Linked DNA regions of Mus musculus: all the other regions are linked to region 4. A link is a contact called in public HiChIP or PLAC-seq and promoter capture Hi-C data. All regions are on one chromosome and are shown on one strand. Each heading gives the region's core, a stretch centred on a gene start, on an enhancer-like site or on the middle of the called end of the contact. The rest is flanking DNA. Distances are from core to core; before and after follow the strand shown.

Region 1 (2,700 bases), core at 165-2,664, 960 kb after region 4:
ACAACCATAAAGGGGCGCTGTCACGAGCGGCACCAGGGATGGCCTAGAAGGGGTGGGGACTGAGTTCCCGGGTGGGCTCAGGGCCAGAAGTTGGAATAGATGGGCCAGACAGGGCCAGAAAAAGGGCGAGCCTGGGTGGGTTGAGGTAGGGGGTAAAAACTGGGTGTAGAGAAAAACCAATCAGATCTCGGAAGCCAGGGAGGAGGGACAGGGGTGAGGCTTGAGGGATGCCCCAATTTAGACAGGGAATACCAAGAGTCTAGGAAATTTTTCTGGGGTCTCCCGTGGCAACCTGGCGAAATGGGCTCCACTGGCTATGGTCCCAAAGCCTCTGCACCTGTTGCAAGGTGAACACAGAACCCGCTTCTTCCTAGGATAACCCCAGCTGTGTCCAGCCACAGGAGGGCGCTGCCTTCCCTTGATTAGCCAGGGCATCTTTCGGAAGGATGTCTCTCAAATAGGGTTTGGGTGGGGCCCTCCTCCCTCAATTACAGACTGGGTCCAGGCAGATGAAATTGACACAGAACCAGATCGCAGGAAGTGGCTCAGATTTGTTCTGTTGGTACTGAAAAGGAGCGACCCTACTTATTTAATGCTGTTTTTTGAGACAAGAAAATGTAGACCAAAGCTGGTCTGGAACTTGCCATGTAGGCCAGGCTGGCTTTGAAAGCATCAATCTCCTATAGCTTTCCAAGTGCTGGGTTTACAGGCATGAATCTCCTTCCCCAGCTATCATTCCACTCTTTGAAAGGCAAAAAGACCTTGGTTAGGTCCCACACAGCCTCTAATGAGGACCTCCCTATCCCCATGTCATTTTAGAGCATTTTGAAGCTTGGGAGACTGTTAGAAAGGGCATGGTAAAATTAACCTCTCTCCTGGAATTCAGAAATAGTGTCTTTCAGGGACTCCCTAGAAACTCCAGTTTGGGGATCCCTTATTAACACCACAAGAGCTAGACTGCCAAGGAAGACTCCTTTCAGGGATTTGGAGGAAAAGACTTTTTTGGAAGAAGTCTTCCTTGCTCAAACGCGACCACCTCCAATCCATAAGGAACTTGGAGTTTCACCCCCAGCCAGATGGAGGATTGAACCCGATGTATCTGGAAATTGCAGCTCATAACCCCAAAGCAGTTCCAGGGGAGGGGGGCGGGACAGCTGGAGCTCTGGGGGTAAATCCCTGATACCCTGAAAACCTCTAAGGTGGAGGGTGCATCGGGATGTGTCCCCAATCGGGCGCCTCACAGTGTCCTCAACTTGAGCCACACCCCAGAGATGAGGGGTTCCCTTAAAGCTCCGTCAAAGAGAGCCCCCAGACCCCACCATCCTATCCCCGAAGCCCTGTACCTCACGCGCTGCAGCCCCAACGCCATGGCTCGCCCTTCGCGGTTCCAGAGCCCTCGATGCCCAGCGTCCCCCTCCCCTGCCTGTGTGAGCCCCCTCCCCAGCTCCACCTCTGCCACTCCATTGGCTGGTCTTTGCCCAGCCCGCGGCTCTGATTGGAAGGTGGGCTTGTTGCTCCCGAGAAGGAGGAGGGACTAAAGGAGAAGACTTGGAACTTCAAGGGGTTGGGGAATCCGATGTAATGCACACCCCCAGCCACGCCCCTGCCCCAGACTTCCTTGGCAGTCCGGAGCCCGCCGGGCGTGATTTCCCTCCAGTCTCTGAACTTCCATATGTACACTTCTGAACCATCTGATTCACTGTTCTCTGTGTCCCAGTTCCTGTCGCAGTCTCTGCCTTCACTCCCACCTTTCCCAACCCCCTCTCCTTTCTCCCGCTCTGTCCTTTTCTTGACGTACCAAGTCCCCACTTCTCTCCACCCCGAACTCTACTTCACCTGTATTTCATAACCCCTTTCTTTGCCATACCCCATGTCCCTCCACTGTGTGGCCCCACTGTGGACCCCGCCTCCCAGAATCTTCCTTGTCCACCCGTCTCCACCCCATCCTGACCCGTGGCCTCTCTTAACTCCCTGTGCAGGTTCCTGCGGATGAATAATTAAGCTTCTGTCAAGTAAATATGCTTTAGCTTCATCACACCCACTTGTAAAGGGAACAGAGAACCGATGAGAGATACGTGCGCAGTGACATGGACAGGTGGAAGACGGTACAGCTGGGTAAGGAAGAGGAAGGAAGTTCCTGTGTAGGCTGGAGAGGGCGTGGACACTAAGGACAGGGGTGAAGGAGCAGTGTTCCTTCCGTATGCAGGTTTGGGTACACTCTACACTGCGGCAGAAATGGATTTATTGTTTTTGAGTTATTGGGCAAGCTCCATCTTAGGACTTTCACACATAACTGCGCACTCTCTTTAGAGTGCTCTTCTCGGCTAGACGGTTGGCTCCAGGTTTAAGGCCCTTGCTGCCAACCCTGAAGACCAGTGTTCAATCCCCAGGCCCTCCCCCCTCCCCCCACATCGTGGAAGGCAAGGTCTTTGATTTATCTGCGCGCACGCGCGCACACACACACACACACACACACACACACACACATACACACACCACACGTAAAATGTAATAAAAAACTTAAAAAAATTCTCCTCTAAAAATCCACATGGCTCCCCACCTCAACTCAGGAAAATAGTAAGCTGTCTCCTCCCATTGCCTTCTCTTCTCCATCTTCCTTCTCCTCTTCTTTCTCCTTCCTCTTTCTTCCTCCTCTTCTCCATTTTATTTTCAGATGGGGTCTCATGTAACCCCGTCAAG
Region 2 (2,700 bases), core at 121-2,620, 850 kb after region 4:
ATGGCTGTCACCATTTCACAGAGAAGCAAACAGATCAGGGAAAGTTCTAGAAGATTCTCGAAGTTGCTGCTGAGAAAGCAATAAGGATAGAATATAAATCCAACAGATAGTCTATTCAACTCATAGAGGGAGGGACAGGCAGCTCAAGGGCCTTTAAAGCAATGGACCATGGGTATGGTGGTAGGTGAGAGCTGACCTAAAAGTTGTCCTCTGACCTCCATACATATGCTGTGCACAGGCATGCCCCACCGCACATGCATCGTACATATGCACACACACACACACACACAAATCATAAATAAAACAAAAATTTCAAAATAAAAAATTTGGAATATCTGGGTACAGTGGCTCACACCTATGATCCCAGCATTCTGAGGCAGGAGGATTACCAGGACTTTGAGGCTAGCCTGGGCTACATAGTGATATCCTGTTTCAAAAACCAAACCCCAAAAGGATCCAGGTGTGCTAGCATACAACGTCAATCCAGCATTCAGCAAGCAAAGGCAGAAGGCAGAGGGCAGAGGGCAGAGGCAGAGGCTGACAGATCTCTATGAGTTTGTGGCTAACCTGAGCTACACAGTTCTAGGCTAAACTGGCCTACAAAGTGAGATCCCGTTTCAGAAGCAGAATATAGGGACATCCATGAGTGAAGCTGGTCTCCATGAGTCTGGTACCCACATACTGAGTACCACACACCCGAAATGATACCCCTTGGCTCATAAAGGACAGCTGACCGGGGCGTTTCTGCTTGCTATTGAGGATACGGTAAAACATAGAGCCCGTGTGAGGTTACACCTCCAAAGGACAGTTTGATTTGGGGCTTTATTAATCAGAGGTCTATCTGTCCCGCAGGAATGAGGATGTAGTTCGGTTGGTAGAGTGCTTACGCAGCATGCAGAAAACCCTGGCCCCGAGCCCCAGAGACGTATTAATAAAACAGCGCAGGCTAGACACCACTGAGGCCTGTAATCGCAGGAGGGCGGAAGCAGGAGAATCAGAAGTTCAAGGTCATCCTTGGCTACATGGCAAGTTCAAGGCTAGCCTGGCCTTGCTTCAAAAAACAAAGCCAGAATAAATGACCCTGGTGGAAGCCTCTATTCTTTCCAAGGAGGTGTCTGTCTATCCCTTGAAGTGAGACTGATCACCTTCAGTGGTTTTCACAGTGACTTTGTCTTCCTTCTTGGCTCACTAGTCCCTAAACCCTCCTTCCCACCTGGCCCTTTAAGAGCAGCTGCTGCGACCGTACCCGGGCAGACCCCAGCTGCAGCCTGCAGTGTTACTATGGAGACGGGGACTAGCAGGAGGGGGCGGAGAGGTGATTGGGTCCGCGCAGGCGCAGACCGAGGCTGCCGTTCCGCAGCGGCCCCGCTGAGCGTCTAGACCCGGGTACGCGCTTCACTCCAGACTCCGCGGGAGCACAGGCGAGCCGCTGCTCTCACTCACCCCCACGCCCACCAGGTGCGTTGATCGTCGCCCTCCTGTACTCCACCAGCGGTGTCCAGTCACCTAGGTTGTCAGGGACAAAGGGAAGGGAGGAGCAACCCGGGACAGCCCGGAGAAAGTACACGTAAGCCCCCTGCGGACCCTCGGATTGCCCCGGGGGAAGACCGTTGAGTCCGGCAAGCTAGCAGGTAGCTATAGCCTACAGCCCCAAACCCGGAGTCTGGACTCTCACCCTGCTGGTGGCCTTTCCAGAGTGGGATTGACCTAGCCTGTGTTCAGTAGCCCACCCCTTTCTCGGGCTCCCTCCCGCCTAAGATTAGCCTCCGCCGGGCAGCGCCATGACGATGAACCTTCTGCAAGATTGGTGTAAGGAGCTGGAAGTGGAGGTGCACAGGGCCCTCCTGATCACGGGCATCCCTGAGCGCCTGCAGCAGGCGGACATCGAAGCTACCCTGAGTCCGAACTTGCAGCCCCTGGGCAACTACAGGCTTCGGACTGTGAGAGCTGTAACCAAAGAGAAGTCTCAGGCAGCCCTTGTAGAATTTGGGGCAGACTTCGATCACTCTGCCATACCTATCCACATTAGGGGAGAGAATGGGATTTGGAAAATCCTGAGTAAGGACCGCGGGCAAGATGCGCGGGTCCTTAGGCAGATGAGGCGCCTGTTGCTGGATGAAAGGCCCATGGATGACTTCAGAGAAATAGCCATCCCTCTGGTATTGGAGGCCCAAGCCCAGGCCAAGGGATTAGGGAAGGAGGCCAAGAAGGCTGGCTCCTCTGAAGGGGCAGCTAGGAGCGGCCGTCGGGGCCGTCGGGGAGGCAAGCGCCGATCCAGAAGCCACAAGTTGACGGCTCAGAAGGGCCAGAAGAGGAGCCGGGGAGGGCGGCGAGCCAGGAGTGAGTCGGAAGACTCTTCTGATGACAGCCTGGGTATCGTCATAGAGGAGATCTACGCAGAGGACCTGAGCGTAGATGAAGACCAGAGGGCCCTGTATGCCACGCTCCAAGCAGCTGCCAAAGAGCTCACCAAGAAGTGGGCCTTTCGGGGTGACCAGGAAGAAGGAGATGGCCCCCGAGAATTCTTGGCACTTGTCACTGTCACCGACAAAGCTAAGAAGGAAGAGATAGAGAAAGACCTTCCTGGGACAGAGTCTATCTGCTTAAACATCAAAGACGAAAAGAGCGGGGTTCCTGATTTAGTCGCGCTACTGGCTGTGAGAGATACCCCCGCAGTGGAGGTAGAGACAGAGGTGGATG
Region 3 (2,700 bases), core at 69-2,568, 520 kb after region 4:
CTAGGAGGTGCAGAAGGTTCAGTGTTGCGACCCGGCAAAATATGGGGCAGTTGGGCCCAAATACAAGGAGGAATTATGTCCAAAGCCAAGACCGGGAGGGCAGTAGAGCAGTGCCTGTATCAACAGACCAATACGGATCTCCACGGAGGTGGAACCGCAGGTCCTAAAGGGACAGCTCCTGGGGATGCAAGATGTTCTACCGCAGGGATAATAACAGTAAATAGGCCAAAGAAGGAGAATGGGGATTTCCTCCCAAAAGTGATGCTAGCAGAAAACAGGTAAGGTAGAAGGGCCACGGATATTCAAAGTGAGCGTCAGAGGGGATACTGAGGGGTCAATGAGGAGGTAGACTGTCCCAGGAGCACAGCCGACTCCAGGAGGTGGCGAAGTAGGTATGACTGGGGGTCGGGGTGGGGGAGGAAGTGGGAAAGAAGACGGCTCAGAATTGGGAGTCGGGTATCTCGAGTGGAGGCTGAGAGACACCGAGATCCTTCACCGGGTTTGGTGGGGCGTGTGTGGAGGCAGACGCCGGGATTGCAGGGCTGCGGGGACACTAGCGAATAGGAAGGGCAAGGCGGGCCGCGCGGGCCGGGCCCGGGCATGCAGCGGCCGGGACGCGGGGACCGCGGGGCGCTGGGGGGGGCGCTCCCACCCCTCCCCCTCCGGCTCCTCCATTGTTCGCGGGCTCCGGGCCCCGCGGTCCCCGCCTTTCCCCCCACCCTTGGATCCCGCAGCGGGGCGGCGCCCGGCGCCTCGCCCGTCCCCACATTCCCCTCCGCCAGCTACGAGACACTTACCAGTCTCGGGGGCGCACTCAGCGCGGCCCCGGCCTCCGCGATCCCAGCCGCAGCGACGGCGGGCCCGGCGCCATGTTCCCCTAGCGACTCGTTCCTGAGGCGGCTGAGGCGGCGGTGGCGGCTCCGGCGGCGGGGGGCCGGGCGGACCCTCCCTCGCGGGCTCCCTCCTCCGCCTCCTCCACCTCCTCCTCCCGCCGCGCCGCGGCTCTCCCTCGGGGCGGGGGGCGGGGAGGGGAAGGGGGGAGGGGCGGGAACCAGGGGGAGGGCGGACCAGCCTCGCTCGCTCGCTCGTTCCCTCCCTCCCGCGCAATGGCGGCGGCGGCGGCGGCGGCGGCAGCGGCGTTGTCGCCTCCTTCCTGCGGCCGCCGCGGCCGTGCGCGTACTGGAGACCCTCTCGCAAGTGCGCGTGCGTTTCTGAGGGGCGAGAGATGCTGGGGCTGGGGTTGGGAAGTGGATAACGGCCCTGTGGGCCGAGCGCACCGCGAGGACCGTAGGCCGGGAGGACAGGCACGCGCGGACACCGAGGGCGCGAGTGCGCGTGCGCGCCTGAGGAAAACGCCGCTACCTCAGCGGCTGCGGCGCCAGATTTACACAGCGCGAGGACGGACACCCGCGAACTGGCACAGGAGGGCGCGGGGTGGGCTGAGTGCGCGTGCGCAGAGACGGCTGCAGCCTGCGAAGCCACCGAAGGGAGGGAGGAGCCCGCAAGGGGGGCGCGCACGGCGTCGCGCGTTCCAGGCTGCAGTACCCGCCGCCCCTCCCCACACCGCGCCGGCTCCAAGAGAAAGCCATCTCTGAGAGGCTTGGCCCGGCTCGTGAGGGCGGGGACTTAGGGCTCCATCCCGCTCGCGCGGGACCTCACTAACCAATGGAAGGCAGAGGGAGGTGGGTTCGCCTCCTGGAGCCGCAGCTTCGGGATAACGGAGGGGGTTGGGGGGACAGACGTAACGTGGGGTGGCGAGGCGGGGCTGTGAAGGAGGGAGCGTACCCAGCGAGTGAACCAATTGGGCGAGGGAAGGGGGCGTGGTCCTTCACAGCCCAACCCAGGCTCGCCGTTGGCCAGCCCAAAAGAGTGGGCGGGGACAGGGGGCACGTGCTCTTTCCCGGGCGCTGAAGAAAAACCTGTGGGCCAGGCGCGTTGATACAAGTTACTGGTGATTTCTCCCAGTGCTTGGTCTCGGGCAGAGGAAGGACAGGCCCTGCATTGCAGCCCTAGTCTCCCAAGTCAGCATCGGGCAAATGACAGCAAACCACATGTCACTTTGGGTGCTTGCAGGGGGAATGGTGATGTAAGAGGGCTCCCCTCTAACTCTGTATTCCTCTGGGAGCCCTCCGGAAGGATGGATTGTGAAAGACAGGCTTTCCCGGCGCCTCACAGAGTGTGGAATGCCTGAAGGAAGCACGTGTTTCCGATCCAGCCTTGCACTTCTTTCCAGGCTTTTCATCTGTAAAGTGGGATAACAATACTGAACTCCAAAGGGTCGCTTGGAGAATCGAATGAGGTATAATAGGCCCTATGGCCACGATTCATGGTGGGAATCCTCGAACTACTAGAACCCAGTAAAATATGGGCGATCTCCCTTATACATTAATATCTATAATAGCTGATGGATTACTCTTAGCAGAGGATTACCCACAACAATAGAAAAACGATGAATATATATTACGCTGTAATAAGAGAAATGTGGATGTGACCCTCCTAGCCACCGGTAACTGAAACATCAGAAAGCAACAGGGGAGTTAAGAGGGAACTACTGTGTCTCTAAATGAGGGTGGGGTGTAAAGGAGTGACCTACACGTATTGAGTACGCAGTAAGCATTGCTAAATAAAATTACATGGGCTCGACCAAATCCAGCAGCCAGAACTTCATGAAGTCAAAAAGGTCATGCTGTGGGTGATATT
Region 4 (2,700 bases), core at 96-2,595:
GTGTACAGTCATGATGAGCACAGGTACATTTGGGGAAGTGTTCAATGGGAAAGGGTCAGAGGAAGATGTCTTTTGCCTTTTCCTGTCCCCAACACCCAACTCACATAACACTTTCCTCAAATGTTCCCTGCTAATCAGCGAAGTTCAGTAAAGAAGAGATACAGATTCCTGCACCACAGCACACTATAGGGATTGGAATCACTGTGGGCAGGGCCCTGGGGACTGACCTTTAGAATAACTGTAGATTTACAGAAAACTAGCCTATGCTAGTTCCCACATAGCAGTTTCTGTCCTATAGTAAGATGTTGCTCTTACTATAGCATAGTGTATTTAGTACAGATACTGAACCACTGTCAATAACTGACTGTCCATGCTTTATTTAGACTTTTCCACTAATTTTTAACTGTGTGTGTGTGTGTGTGTGTGTGTGTGTGTGTGTGTGTAGGCCAGAGGTTGATGTCAGGAGTCTTCTTCAGTTGTTCTGCACCTTAGTTTTCGAAACCAGGTCTCTCTCTGGCCCTGGAACTCATTGATTCTGCCAGACTGGCTGGCCAGCAAGCTCCAGGCATATGCCTGTCTCCCACCCACCCATTCCTGTTACAGGTGCCCGCTGACACACCCAGCTTTTTACATGGGACTGAGTATCTAGTGACATTCTGTGTGTGGCACTGCAAGATACTCCCTAAAGGCATTGTGTGTGTAGGTTAGAGAACAATTTGGAGGAGCTAGTTCTCACCTTCTACTATGTGGGTCCCAGGAATAGGAATATGGTTGTTAAACTTGGTAGCAAATGCCTTTAGCAGCTGAGCCATCCAGCTAGAAATGGAGACCTTCTGGATTCCCCAAGCCAATTCTAGAGACGATCGCCAGAGGGAGTAAGAAGGTTCGTTTTCACTGCACAGTTTTTTCCCAAGTGACTATGACGTAAAGCGAAACAGGAGGCGGAGCTAAACTGCTGGGTCAGTCAAACCTGGAGCATGAACCTAGAGGCGTCACATGAGCGCCGCGACACTGGTCAGGTGATTAGTGTGACCCAGTTCCGCCGAGGCGTGGCAGAACAAGTCTATAGAGCCTGCTGATTGGTTGGAGGGAGTCAAAGGTCGCGCTTTGGGGGCGGTGGGCTCTTGGCGGTTCGGGCTTATGATTGGCTTATTTGGTGTCACGTGGCAATGCGCTTGTGGGGGTTCCAGGAGGCTAGCGGCGTGTGCTCACGTGTTGGGGGGGGGGGGGTCAAGGTGCTGAGTGCGGTAGCCGGAGGGGGCGTGCCGGGAGGAGAGTGCCTCGCAGCTTGAGCCCACTGGTTGGTTCGCAGGGTTCACGTGGGGTGGCAGGCCTGGGTGACGTCAACGCAGCGGGCGGAGCTCCGCTGAGTGCGCGGTGTCCGGGGCCTGTGAGTCGTCGCCAGGCTGTGTCGGGCCTGAGCCGAGCAGCTGCGCGACGTCATGGACAACTCCGGGAAGCAGGCTGAGGCTATGGCGCTGCTGGCTGAAGCGGAGCGCAAGGTGAAGAACTCGCAGTCCTTCTTCTCCGGCCTCTTTGGGTGAGCAATGGGCGAGGCTGGGCCCAAGGCGGGGAAGAGCGGGCTCTTCTGCTCTGCACTTTGGGAGCCCCTCAGCGGCCTTGCAGGCCCTGGCCGTGGCCCTATGGCTGACGACACCCGCTGACTGGTGGCCGCGCCTTTCCCAGGCCGGTGCCCGTGGATCTGTGCGGCCCAGGCTGCCGGGGTGAGGACACCAGACCGAGGGGACCCGGGCTGGGGCGTCCTTGGGCATGATGAGCCGGAGTACGAGGTGTGAGGGTGAGTGGGGCCCTGCTAAGAGTGACTGATGGCGAGGCCTGGACTGAGAGGTGGAGACTTGTGCTTGGGGAACAAGCATGAATGGACAGTGACACTGGTTTTAGCCAAGACAATGGTGATGGGAGGATGAGGCACACAAGAGAATCATTAGGGTGGTAGGACCACCGCCTACTAGGTGGTCCTCAAGTCTGGAGTCTGAACACACCCAGGAGGTGGCAAATACCTCACACAAAGTTTATGCAAGTTTGCCATCTTCAGCCATATTAACTTAGGAGCAGCAGAACCCATGCTTGGGATGCGATTCCGAGGTTTCTTTATCTTAAGGGAGTAGGTCTCTCTGAAAGGGCTTGTTGGTAAAAACTAACTGCAGAAGTTTGTTATGAGTATAAACTATGTGTACTGTGCTCAGAATTGAGTCTGGCCCTCTGAAAGGCTCATCAGGCAGGAAGAAGCAGACTCAGAGAGTGTAAGATGCTGATGGGGAAACCAAGATGGTAGGAATTGGAGTGCTTGAGGGGTCTGGGGAGAGGGCCAGAGCCTTGGGATATAGGAGGGGGTAGGGGGAGACGACACTACATGGCAGCAGGCAAAGCTCTTGAAGGAACAGGCAGAGAGGAACACTGGGGAAAGGTCCAGGCAGGTGTTGAGGAAGAGCTGTGCAGGGGTAGGACACAAAATCAGAAGCCTCCAAAGCAAGGATGGAAGGATACAGAAGACAACCAGGAAGTTGGGGAAAGCTCTGGGAGAGACTGTTATAAGCTGGGTGAGGACAGAAAGACATGAAGGGGAGGGAGAGGATGAAGCCATCCCTTGTTGTTTGCCATCAGATAATGTTTAGCAAAGGAACTTGAAAAATGTTTATACCTGCTGCACAGACATCTGGTTAATGACAGGCTATGTCA
Region 5 (2,700 bases), core at 46-2,545, 930 kb after region 4:
CTCAAAATTTTCTCCAGTCCAGACTGGTCCCATCTACCCACTCAATGTCCCTTTTCGGACAGCGAAGGAAACCCAAAACTCATCTTTGTGACGAATTCAGATTTTGCATGCTCTGTCCCCTTATCTTAATCTTCTCTTGTATCAGTCTTCCCCTCGTACCCCCAGTTTCCTCAAACTCCAGCCAAGCCAGTCTGTTTTCAATCACTCTCCACCCCAGGGTCTTCACACAAACTCAGTGGTCAGGACCCACGTGTAAAACTCCTTGTCAATTCGCCTCAAAAAGCCTCTTTCTCCAGGCACTCCCGACCTCACCATCGAAAGCAGACTCTAAGCTGTATTTCCTGTGTTGTCACCTTGACCCAAAGTGATCATCACAAGTTTGCAATGATTGGTTCTGCTTAAATCCGAGTCATGTGTTGCATTCATCGCTGCAGCCTCAGAGCCAAGCACAGGCCGTGTAGCACATGACACTTATTTAATACAAGTGTACTGAAAGAATGAATGAACGGAGACATGTCCTCCCACATGGCACTCTTAGCCCAAGATCACCCTATTCGTTCCTGCTCCACCTCTCCACCCTACTCGTTTCCTTGGATCACCCCAAATCGCCTTCCAATATAATTATCTACCTCCATCCCCATAATTCCCTTCTCTATTGGGCCTTCTCTTCTCGGTCATACTCATCTCAGGCCTCCCCACTCGGCAGCGCCATCACTGCCCTAAACACATGTCACTATTTGGTAGCGCCCTCTTCAGGTCTGACCACCATTTAGCACCTCTGTCCAGGTCTCACATTTGGTAGCACTCACATGTCGGCCCCCTGCTTTTCCCCTATCGTGTAGCAGCGCCTGCCTCAGTCTCCCCAGTGAGTGGCTTCTGCTTGGTATCCACTTCTCAGCAGCTCTCCCCAGTCTGTCGTCCAGCCTGAGCCTCCTCCTCGCGCCTGGCTACTCTGTAGTGCTTGCCCGGCGCCCAGGCTGCCGCTCCGCGTTGCCATGGTTCCCCGCCGGGCCTGGCACCCCCACAGCCTGGGCCGCTGTCCACCCTCCCTCACCCCGTCCGGGCCGGGCGCACCTTTGAAGTAGTCGTTGGCCTGTGTCTTGAGCTCCTCTGCCCGCTTCAGAGTGCCATCGGCCGGGGGTTCGTCCCGGGGGGTCTCAGCACACTCAGTCCGCTCGCCCTCCGCCATCGCCATGCCGCAAAGCGACCCCCACCCTGGCAACGGCCGCTCGCGGCACCAGGCCGAACCGTCGCGAAGGAGTGCCGAGTGACCGCCGCCGCTGCCGCACAAGTGTCGTAAAGCGCGGGCCCCAAAGGCACTCCTGACGCGCCTGCGCGGCGTCCCCCCCAACTTCCCCCCCCCCCCGCCCCCGCCCCCAGAGCGCCGGGAGGACAAGGTGACCAGAGGGTATCCAGACCGTACTTGTACTTGTAGAAGTAGCCAATCAGAAAGGAGAGAAGGGGCCTTGTGGATGGGGGCAGGCCGGGAGGGCGCCTACTCCCAAAGTTGCGAGGCTGCAAAAGTTTCTTGGAGATCCCGGCTTCCTTTAGGGTTGGTGATTGGGTTGCGTTGCCTCCGGCGGGTGGGGCTGCTTTCAAACCAGCACCCTGCCCAACCCGGAGTTTGCTCTGGAGCTGGGTGCTGCCAATTACTCGTGTGACCTTGAACAAGTTTATCTCTTGTCTCCTCAGTAACCCTTTTGGAAAATGGGTAGTTTCTCAAGCAAACAAAATAAAACTTGAACGTTGCAAATCAAGGCTCTTTTTGAATTATTAACAAGGCATCCCGATCTTCAAGTCTTGACAAGTCTCAATTGTACCATGTTTGTTCCGAGCCCAACAGCATCCTTATTAATTTATTTTATTTTTTTATTTTGAGATAGGATTTAATTATGCAACCCTGGCTAGCCTGGAACTTGCTATATAAACCAGGCTGGCCTTGAATTCAAAGACCCAGCTGCCTGTACCTCCCAAGTGTTGGGATTAAAGCTTTGCATCATCATGTCAAGTCCTAGAAAAAACCTTTTAAAGGGTCATGGATGTAGCTCAGTTGGTAGAGTACTTGTCTAGAGTGCTCCAGGCTTGAGTTCCAATTCCAGCACTATATAAATCAGGCTGAAAGGTGCACCTCAGTAATTTGAAGGCTTGATAGGTGGAGGCAACAGTATCAGAATTTCAGGTTCAAGGCCAGCCTGGGATACCTGAGACGCTGTTCCGAATACAAACAACCACACCAAAGGGATTTTTTTTTTTCTTCCGAGACAGGGTTTCTCTGTGTAGCCCTGGCTGTCCTGGAACTCACTCTGTAGACCAGGCTGGCCTTGAACTCAGAAATTCGCCTAACTCTGCCTCCCAAGTGCTGGGATTAAAGGCGTGTGCCACAACACCCCAGCCCCAAAGGGATCTTTTAAATGACACTGTTGCTGCTTGCATTTCCTGTGCCTGGATCAGAGCTTCAGCCTCCTCTGATGCTTGCGTTCATCCTCCCTCCTCCAGTTTACCTTCCATATGGCAGTCAGAGGCATCTTGCTGGAATACTGTAAAACTGGCACCCGCCGCAGCCTTCCATGGCTCCCCAGCTCCCTCGTGAGACAACCCAAACTCTTTCTGAGAAGCCACGGGTAGTCTAGCCTCCAGTAACATCTTCAGACCCCACTGTGTATCTTCCTATTCTAGTCTTTAAGTCCTCAATCTAGACAC

Evidence for each region. Promoter capture Hi-C pulls out the DNA fragments that hold promoters and counts their contacts. HiChIP or PLAC-seq counts read pairs in DNA pulled down with a chosen protein or histone mark.
Region 1: a promoter capture Hi-C map of liver shows a contact between it and region 4, with 4 times the contacts expected there. The contact joins the promoter of Hif3a here to the promoter of Napa in region 4. A contact is called at or near these places in 2 of 39 promoter capture datasets (cranial neural crest and liver).
Region 2: an H3K4me3 HiChIP or PLAC-seq map of bone marrow-derived macrophages shows a contact between it and region 4, with 4 times the contacts expected there. The contact joins the promoter of Pnmal2 here to the promoter of Napa in region 4. A contact is called at or near these places in 5 of 39 promoter capture datasets (cranial neural crest, hippocampal neurons, maxillary cranial neural crest and 2 more) and 1 of 115 datasets of contacts at active chromatin or transcription factors (bone marrow-derived macrophages).
Region 3: a contact with region 4 is called in a promoter capture Hi-C map of neural stem cells. The contact joins the promoter of Arhgap35 here to the promoter of Napa in region 4. A contact is called at or near these places in 1 of 39 promoter capture datasets (neural stem cells), 3 of 484 Hi-C or Micro-C datasets (Sertoli cells, muscle stem cells and rod photoreceptor) and 1 of 9 other capture datasets (liver).
Region 5: a promoter capture Hi-C map of erythroid cells shows a contact between it and region 4, with 3 times the contacts expected there. The contact joins the promoter of Ppp5c here to the promoter of Napa in region 4. A contact is called at or near these places in 3 of 39 promoter capture datasets (cranial neural crest, erythroid cells and maxillary cranial neural crest).

Annotation. Positions count from the first base shown.
Region 1 is chr7:17,061,013-17,063,712 of GRCm38.p6, forward strand. It overlaps Hif3a (hypoxia inducible factor 3, alpha subunit), which reads right to left and starts at 1,415. Exons shown (of 15, transcript NM_001162950.1): 1 at 1,344-1,415. The coding sequence starts at 1,369.
Region 2 is chr7:16,943,312-16,946,011 of GRCm38.p6, forward strand. It overlaps Pnmal2 (PNMA-like 2), which reads left to right and starts at 1,371. Exons shown (of 1, transcript NM_001099636.2): 1 at 1,371-2,700. The coding sequence starts at 1,782.
Region 3 is chr7:16,613,675-16,616,374 of GRCm38.p6, forward strand. It overlaps Arhgap35 (Rho GTPase activating protein 35), which reads right to left and starts at 1,319. Exons shown (of 7, transcript NM_172739.4): 1 at 798-1,319. Gm29443 (predicted gene 29443) reads left to right here and starts at 150. Exons shown (of 3, transcript NR_136928.1): 1 at 150-278.
Region 4 is chr7:16,097,235-16,099,934 of GRCm38.p6, forward strand. Napa (N-ethylmaleimide sensitive fusion protein attachment protein alpha) reads left to right here and starts at 1,346. Exons shown (of 11, transcript NM_025898.4): 1 at 1,346-1,540. The coding sequence starts at 1,443.
Region 5 is chr7:17,026,619-17,029,318 of GRCm38.p6, forward strand. It overlaps Ppp5c (protein phosphatase 5, catalytic subunit), which reads right to left and starts at 1,296. Exons shown (of 13, transcript NM_011155.2): 1 at 1,075-1,296. The coding sequence starts at 1,195.